Linked DNA regions of Hordeum vulgare: region 2 is linked to region 1. Evidence: chromatin contacts called from public Hi-C data. All regions are on one chromosome and are shown on one strand. The core of a region is the stretch at or near the end of the contact, and the rest is flanking DNA. Distances in the headings are between cores, read along the strand shown. Region 1 holds the start of LOC123443997 (cytosolic isocitrate dehydrogenase [NADP]). Region 2 holds the start of LOC123443998 (histone-lysine N-methyltransferase ATX4-like).

What was found. Hi-C and Micro-C count contacts between places; a contact is called where the count stands out from the background.
Region 2: a Hi-C map of seedling shows a contact between it and region 1, with 3 times the contacts expected there. The contact joins the promoter of LOC123443998 here to the promoter of LOC123443997 in region 1. A contact is called at or near these places in 4 of 6 Hi-C or Micro-C datasets (leaf and seedling) and 1 of 1 datasets of contacts at active chromatin or transcription factors (embryo).

Annotation. Positions count from the first base shown.
Region 1 is chr3H:404,454,802-404,459,370 of MorexV3_pseudomolecules_assembly, forward strand. It overlaps LOC123443997 (cytosolic isocitrate dehydrogenase [NADP]), which reads right to left and starts at 1,793. Exons shown (of 15, transcript XM_045120591.1): 1 at 1,641-1,793; 2 at 1,035-1,078; 3 at 818-927; 4 at 414-451; 5 at 225-302; 6 at 1-12. The coding sequence starts at 1,689.
Region 2 is chr3H:404,799,488-404,803,836 of MorexV3_pseudomolecules_assembly, forward strand. It overlaps LOC123443998 (histone-lysine N-methyltransferase ATX4-like), which reads left to right and starts at 1,644. Exons shown (of 23, transcript XM_045120592.1): 1 at 1,644-3,306; 2 at 3,433-3,488; 3 at 3,655-3,859. The coding sequence starts at 2,482.

The DNA.
Region 1 (4,569 bases), core at 543-3,042:
TGAACACGGTGCCTGAAGGTAACAAGCGTAAAGAGAAATGTCAACAACCTAACCACATCCATTTTCTAAGCGGAAACCTAATATGTACTCCCTCTGTCCCTAAATAAGTGACTCAAAAATAGCTCAGTTTTGTACTAACTTTAGTATAAAGTAGAGTCACTTTTTAGTCACTTATTTTGGGACGGAGGGAGTACATTATATTGAAAAATACACCAGGAGCTTACCGTTTATAATGTTCCTAATTGTGCCATTTGGGCTCCTCCACATTTGTTTTAGGTTGAACTCCTTAACCCGATCTTCATCTGTCATGGTGAAGTAACAAGATATTAGAGAGAAAATATCATCAAAAAGTGCTGGTGCTTCAAAAATACGAAGAACAAATAATTGAGTTGCATAAGCTGAGTAAAATATACCTGGAGTAATAGTTGCACACTTAATAGCCACATTGTACCTGAATAACATCGGATTAGAGCAAGCACTATAAAACAACAAAGTCCTAAGAATGTGCTAAAGTTATATATGGTCAAATCCTTCTGACAAAGCACCTAGTTTCAAAGATATGCAAATGATATAACTAATCAACAAGATTAATGAAAAGATATCTCCCTCACTGTTAACAATATTTGAATAATCAAGAACATCAATCATAGTATTCAATATTCGGAAGGAAATATACCACAACAGGATAATTAATGGGTTCAAGTAACAAATTGCAGGCTACATAAATCGCTTGAAATGGTGTGATCACAGCAATCATATTTTTCCTTGAACCCAAGCATAATATCAGCACAAACTCAAACTATTAAAAACTTCTTACTTGAGAGTAGCCTCTGCAGCCTCCACTGTAACCTTGTCATCAGTTGCATCGCGGTGCAGAACTCCCAAGTCAAAGTATTTGATGTCCAAGTCCAAAAATGGGAAGATAAGCTGAAACAAACGAAAGAATCAGGCTGACAGCATATGGAAAACAAGAACCACACACACACAATGGCCCAAGCGGATCAGATTTGTTAGAGTTGTTGCTTATTGATTACCTTGTCCTTGATAGACTGCCAGAATACTCTGGTCATCTCATCACCTATAGGTAATAAAAAAACAAGACATCAGCACGACAGTGGACCAACAAATCAATTTGATTACATAAGACGGAAAAAAAAACTCAGATGCAACATGCGTTGCAGACATGAAGCACTGGCTACGATTGGACCCAAAGCGCGAAAAACACTCAAGGTTTCCGTTTCTGAAAATAGATTTCAAAAACGAGATCCAGTAGTTATACGTCAGCCAGAACTATTTCACCGGCAGAGTACGGCCCACCCTGCACCTTCCCACTGTAAATATACAATCATGATCGTACCCAAGGTGTCATGCATGCGCAATTATCTCGCCATGTACTGTACGTTCTAATTCCGATCTCTGACACCACGGCGGCAATCCAACTGCGGAGGTAGATCAGAGACACCTGAGCCCAAGAGCTATCAGAGATTTAAAAAAAGGAGGAGCAGGACGACGGGTAGATCTCTCAGATCCCCCGTCATCACCCCGGCCAGAATACAAAATTCAGCACATGTATCGTTTGTATCGGCAAGCGAACGGCGGAGATAGATCTGCCGGGGAGGGGAGCGGGAGAGGGATCTGACCGTCCATCTCGACGATGGGGTTGGCGACCTTGATCTTCTCGAACGCCATGGCGGTCGCGGCGGAGGCGCTGCCTGCCTCGGATGTCGGGAGCGGGGAGGGGCAGGTTGGTGGGGAGGCGGCGGCTGTGGTGGCACGGAGAGGAGAGAGAACGGAGTGAGCAGCTTTGCCAGCGCATTTAAAGACCAGGCCGGAGGGGGCGAGTAGGGCCCGTTTGCGGTAGGTATATTTTAGAAAAAACATTTAAATCTGCGTCAGTGGCCGATGGGATCGGATCAGACTGCGCGTGGGGGCGGGGGTGGGGTATTTGGACTTTGGATGCTGCGTGCGGGTGTTGGGACTTTGGGACCTCCGTGGCCAAGGAGTTTTTGGCTTGCAAGTGTTCGAAGAGTCCGACTTTTTTATTTATTTTATTATTATTGATATTATTTTAAAAATACTCAGATATACGTACATACATTTATTTGTATGAACGCACGTATGCACGTATATTCTATCCTAGGAGCATTTTTTGAAAGGCCTTATCGATACATCATTTTAAAATTGACGAAATCATCTCAGACACCTTCATACAAAAACATCACCTTTCACTAAGCACATCTTGGAAGGCATGAAATAAATCCAGAAAAATATAAGCATATGTGTCAAGCCCTATGACTTGAACTCTGACGGGCAAAAGATATCACTATTTTTCGAACCATTCAATCACAGATTGATTTACGCGTTTTTTTATTATTTTTTTAGCACTGCTATATAATCAATCCGTTTCTAAATATAAGTAATTTTAAAAATTATAATATGAACTATATATAAATGTATATAAACATATTTTAGAATATGAATTTATTTATTTTACTCTATACATAGTCGGTAGTGAAATCTTTAAAAATGCTTATATTTAAGAAGAGAAGAAGTACGTGACATTGTGTACATGATTCATGCACGACAGCATATATGAATCAGTGTGTATCAAAGTGCAGCACGTGATTGGATTGTCCATAGTTGTCATGCATACATGCATCGTCCGTACAAATAGTTTCGGCTTTTTACCGTAACTCAATGAGTCTGAATTTTTTGGACAACAAGTAAGAAAAATCTAATAATATTCAACGAACATTCATTAGGTATGGGTTTGCGAACATTCTTCATGGCTGCTAAAACATGGCAATTCCTTTGAGCAAACACAGAAGATTTCACACCCAAATCCATTTGTTTGCAAGTTTGTCATGCATTTCTGACAACATTATCATGCGTTTTTGAAGAATTGACATAAAAAATGATCGTAAATGGCATGCTTCCAAATAAACGTCCATGGGCTCTTGCGGTACAAAAAAAGAAATCTAAGTTTTGCTACGGTTATCTTGGAGCTTTAGGTTTGGTGGGTTTGTGGCTCACAACATTTTTAGTTGAACCCCCTTTGTCCGATGTAGAGGCCGGACAGGACCCAGACAAAAAACGGTTTCTCGATTTTCAGCCAAATGTATGGGTTGTCCATCATTCTTCAAACTCAACCTAAATTCTAGGATCGTTCATATGTGTTCGTCATATCGAACTCATGGTGTGAACCCATAAAAACCTAGCTCTATGTCACGGAGCTCATTAGTTTGCCCACCCGCGTTCATGATATGGTGTCGGCATGTCGCCCTTACCGAGCTCGTCATCGACCCCACCCTCTTCACGAAGAACTATGACATACTAGAGTCCCTCTAGTCCGAACATATGATAACAACATATCACCGCAAGATCCGTCTCTCTTACGTCAAGTGGGAGCAACTCTTATATAGGACCCCAACGATGTGGATATGCCCTCTATCCGCCCCGCCACCAACGACAAAAGAGGTCCGCGACTCTAACAAAAGGTTCATGAAGCTCTCTCGGACAAGCAGTAGGGGAGTTGTTGGTTCAGTTCGGAATTTCCTTTTGTAGTTCGTAGCTCCTTCTTATCTACTCCCTCCGTTCCTAAATATAAGTCTTTTAAGATATTTTATTAATAGTCTACATACGAAGCAAAATGAGTGAATTTACACTCTAAAGTATGTATATATACATCCGTATGTAGTCTCCTAATGAAACATCTTTAAAGACTTATATTTAGGAACGGAGGGAGTATCCATGTATAAAGTACGTGAAACTACGATGCATGTTCTCATATGAAATTGAAGGTTCGAATAAGGGGGCGTGGTTTCCTGGGCGGGTAAATGTTGATCGGCTGACTCATGTCCGCGTATATATCCTGTACATAATAGACATATAATCGTAGAAAAGCTTTCGTCCGCTTGGCCACTACCGCCGGCCACCGTTGCCTTCGCGGCTCGAACAACCCCCTCCCCCCTCCCCCCCGCTAACACGATCTGGTGGGGATTGATCACCCACTAAACTCCCTCTGTGTGTTAGTAAATTTTGTGGCTTTTTGCCCCCTTACACAGGATGACACGGGGGCCTGATGGCCCTCAGAACGTTTAGAAAAAATATATAATAATATATAAGGGAAATAAAAAAGAATAAATTAGTAACTAATTAATTAATTTAATTTAATTAAGTAATTAGTTAATTAAAGTAATTAAGGATAATTGGAATAATTAATCACTATGTTAATTAATTAACTTATTTAGTTAATCAGGTTAATTAGTTAATTTAATCAGTGAATGACAGAAGGGTCCCACCCTATTAATTAACTTGTTTAATTAATTATTAAACATAATTAAAATGGTGTCAATGGCATGTGGGGCCAACTGGCCGTTTGACCGGTCAATAGGACTGTTGACTGCTGATGTCAACATGACCTCATGTCAATGTCATAATTGTATTTATTGATTTAATTTAACCTCCCTTAATTTACAGAATATTAATAAAACTTTAAAAATTAATATTAATTAAACTGTAAGGCAGATGAAAATATTTTGAACATGAAAGTTGATCAGCACAACGAGA
Region 2 (4,349 bases), core at 394-2,893, 340 kb after region 1:
AGCAATGCACGGGCATTTAACTAGTGGTGAAAAAAGCTTCAACCAGCTTTCTGATACAACTGGTGTCAAAATTTACTACAACCGGTTCTTCGAATTGCTACAACCGGTGGCAATGCAAGCTGCAACCGACATCGCGGCTCGGCGGCGAAGATGGTTTTTGTTGGATCCGCTACTCAATTTTGCTGGAACGAGCGCTCGTTTTTGCTGCAACAGGCGACCGAGATGTAACAAGCTATGGCATGAGGCGTGAGTGACGATGAGCACCGGGGGTGAGGCATGACATGTGACGGACGAGCTGTGGCATGAGGCGTGAGCGACGACGAGCATCGGGGTGCTGCAGGCATGGAGCTCGTCGGTGACCGAAGACGAGGGTGGAAACTAGGGACGATCAGCGGTGAGAGTGGATGAGGAGGTGAGGCGAGGGGGGTGGTGTGTGCTTGGGCGGCGGGGAGGAGCGAGCGCCGCGCCAAGCTCGCAGCTGTGATGCGAGGGATAGGGGAGGCGCAAGGAGGAAAACATGGTTCGGGGGATAAGATCTAAACGGTCCAGGATGCGCTAGTCGAACGACCGTGCGATGACCGGCCGAAAAGATTGGGCCGGTGTGCCGGCGGAGAGTACTGTTCTTTACAATCTCGACGAGGAGAATTTCTTGAATGAATAAAAAAAACAAGAAGAAGCAAACTAGGGCGAGAAAAGCCCTTTTAGAAAAAGGACGAGAAAGGCTGCACGCAGTGGAACCAACAATCCTTTTTACTCCAAAATTAATTCTTGTGTCGTAGCGTTGTCCGGAGGCTGGAGCAGCTTCACTCATGGCCATGGACATTCCTTGTAATTTGACACACAACATGAAGGCAGTGCCACACACGCCGCCCATGCTCTTTGCTCCGATGGCCATGGCCATGGAAGAGCCAACTCCGACGGTACGACTACAGGAATCTGACCGGGCCACCGAGAGAGAATCCAGCAAACAAGCCCGTGCCCGTGCCCGTGCCGTGCCTCCTATTCCCTCCAACTCCGGCGAATCGTGGCCGCGGAAGCACCCGCAGTCGGGGCCAAGGCGACACGAATGTACGGCGGAAGTGTCATCCGGCCGGGCCGGCCACGGCCAAAGCTGCACGCCTTCGCGACCGTGGATTCGAGCACGGCGACCACGACTCCAATCAGATAGATTTATATTTCAATTCATCAAAAGAGAAAAAGAAGTCCGACCGATCGTCCATCTATCGATCCTTGGATCAACGCCCGCCGGTGATGCTGCCCGCTGCCAGCGTGCGCTCTCCTCACTTGGCCCGTGCACCATTTTTGGTTCGCGATTCGCACAACAAGGCCGACATGGAAACTCGCAGGAACGAGAAATCCCACCGGAAGCTCCACCTAGACCAGATCATCAAGCACCGCTCACTGCCAGGGCCGAGCTGCACGAGATCGAGCTCGAAACAAGAACAAGAACAAAAATAAAAAACCCGGAAATTTCTTCGTTCCGTCGGGGCGCCGAAATCGCCCATCAACCATCGATCTTTCCATCGAGACGGTCGCATCTGGATCAACCCGTCTCTCCGCCCGGGAGGGGCGATGAATCATCAGGACAGGTACAGCGCCTACCTACCTGCTCGTCGTGACGTCGCCCTGGCTATAGCTCCCCTGCCCACACTGCACAAAACTCGTTCATGGCCACCTTGATCATCTCTCTCTCTCTCCTCCCGTCCATGTCGAAAGCCATCTCCTCCAAACCCAAACTCAAACCCAAAAGAAACACAACTCGCAAGCCCGGACCGAATTCCGGATTGGAAGCCCAAACAAACCCACACGAATCGAAACGAAATTCCGGGCGGGCGAGAAAAATGCTGCTCGTACCACGACGCCAGAACGCCAACTCCAACTGGCCTCCTCCGTCCGTCTCCATGGAGGCGCACCGTCACCACCACACCAGCAGCAAAATCCAACAGCGAGTCGAGAGGACGGCAACTCCACCTGCACCCACGACGAAGACGACGACGACTTCCATCCATGTAACCACCCATCCCATCCACGACCGCCATCCTCCTCCTCCTCCCGCACGAAAGACGAAACCAACCCAATCCCACGAGAAGAGAAAAATCAGGGCCAGGATCGTTTTTACAACCGGGTCCGTCGCGCTCGTTTCTCGTACGACTTCTTCTTCCGGAGCCCCATTAGAACACACAAAGAACAGCCACCTTCCCAAGCCGAACCCAAAAACAAAGAGGAAAAAAATCCCAATCCCCCCAATCCCGATTTCTCTCTCTCTCCGGCCGCATCTCCGTCCAAGATTTCTTCTTTGCTCCCCCTTCCCCCCGCCGTCTCGGCGACGGCTCGTGGGGAGAGGCGGGGGACGAATTCCCCTCCTCTCCAGTTCGCCGCGGCGAGGGCGGGGCTAGGGTTTGCAGGGGAACCCTCCCCGAATTCGCCGTGATCTCGCCGCCGGGCCGGTGAATTCGGGCGGGGGGAAAGGGTTCGCGTGGGATGATCTTCAAGCGGACCCAGCGCCCGGAGATCCTCAGCCTCAAGCGCTGCAATGCCGAGGCCGAGGGCGGCGCCGGCGAGCGCCGTCCAAAGAGGCAGAGGGGTGACGACTTCTTCCCCGTCGAGCTGCTCGGCCACGTGCCGGCCTCCGGCATCCCTTACGCCGCCGCCGGGTTCCGCTGGTGCGAGGAGCCCGAGGTTGCATCGCCTGCCTGTGCTGAGCCGCCGCCCGCCGCCACGCGCCCGCCTGTTGTCCGGACGTCGCGCGGCCGTGCCCAGGTGCTGCCCTCGCGGTTCAATGACTCGGTGCTCATCGACCCCTGGAAGAAGGAGAAGCCGGCTAAGCCACCTGCGCCGCCCAAGGTCGAGCAGCTCGTTCCCAAAACCAAGCCGCTCTGCCGTAAAGGTGCAATCTTGGATAGGACTTGCGCATTGTCAGAGGTGGACGACGACGAGGAGGCACAGCGTTACCGAGTGTGCCAGAATTTTGTTGCCTCCAGGAAGTACTCCATGTCCCTCAGCACGCTCACCTCCTTGCACGATGAACCGTACAGCCGTTACCATAGAAACGAGTTGATGGATGACGAAGATGAAGAGGAAGAAGAGGACCGGCAGGCACACAAGGAGGACCTTCATTGGAGCACACAGTTTTTGTATGGCGACATTGTGTGGGCACGGCTCGGCAAGCGGCAGCCAGCGTGGCCAGGAGTTGTCGTCGACCCAGCTCGGCAGGCCGCTGCCGATGCAATGCCGCCCCAGCCGCGTGGAGGCGCTGTGCTTTGTGTGATGCTGTTTGGCTGGCGTGCAGAGTTCGGTGACGAGAAGGTACGTTAACTACTGTTTTGTTAGGGCTGGCTGACTTGAATTGGTGCTACTTCCTCTTTTGCTTTCGAGTTTTTTTTTTCTTTTTTTTTTGCTCAATGATCATTTGATGACGCCTGTGTCTTGCAGAAGTATGTCTGGGTGAGGCAAGGAGGGATTTTTCCTTTTGTGGACTACATTGACCAGTAAGTACTTGTAATTCACTAAAAATAACGTATTAATTATTGCATTTAAAGTGCTGCGAAAGCATATCAGGAAGTCCTTTCTATTGGCTAGAAGTAGAAGTAATTGTGCCGAGCTATAGAATAGCACCCACGCATGTGCTAAGAAATATCTGTATTTCCATTTCAGATTTCAAGGGCAGACAGATGTGAGCAATCTCAAACCTGGTGATTTCCAGAGGGCACTAGAAGAGGCCTTTTTGGCCGATCAGGGGTTCTCCGAAGTGCCGATGGATGACAGCACAGCAGGGCAGCCTGTTGTGTGTCAACCTTGTCCAGACGAATTAGAAGAAGTGACTGGCTCAAACGAGCTGGAGGGCCAGGCACAGATTAAGGCAAGTTGACAATTTTTTATATCTGATGCACAACTAAGAAGATATGTATTCACTGGAAATTTCAGAAATTTATCAATATTTCTGCATTAATTTTTGCCAATAAGTTTTTGGTGTTCTATCTACGCATTAATTTTAGGTATATGGTTTATGTTTATCTGCATTCGTATGATTTTTCTTCAATCCTAAACTTTAGACAGGGGCCGAATGCCTGAAAAGTGCATTGATGCATGACTGCAGAAAAATCTTCTAAGAAACATAATCTAGCAGACATAGTACTGTGTGCGTATAAGCAGAATGATAAAATTGAGCATGTTTATGTATAGTGGAGTACCAATGGTTATTCAACTTATTGGCTCTATATGGCTCGCCTTCTGGTTCAGTCAGTGGCCGACCATAGTTAGTAACACCATTACACTTCAGTGCTGCTTGTACTATTATATCACAAAATGGAACTGCTTCTTCAACTGTCATGTGTTGCCCCAATAGATTG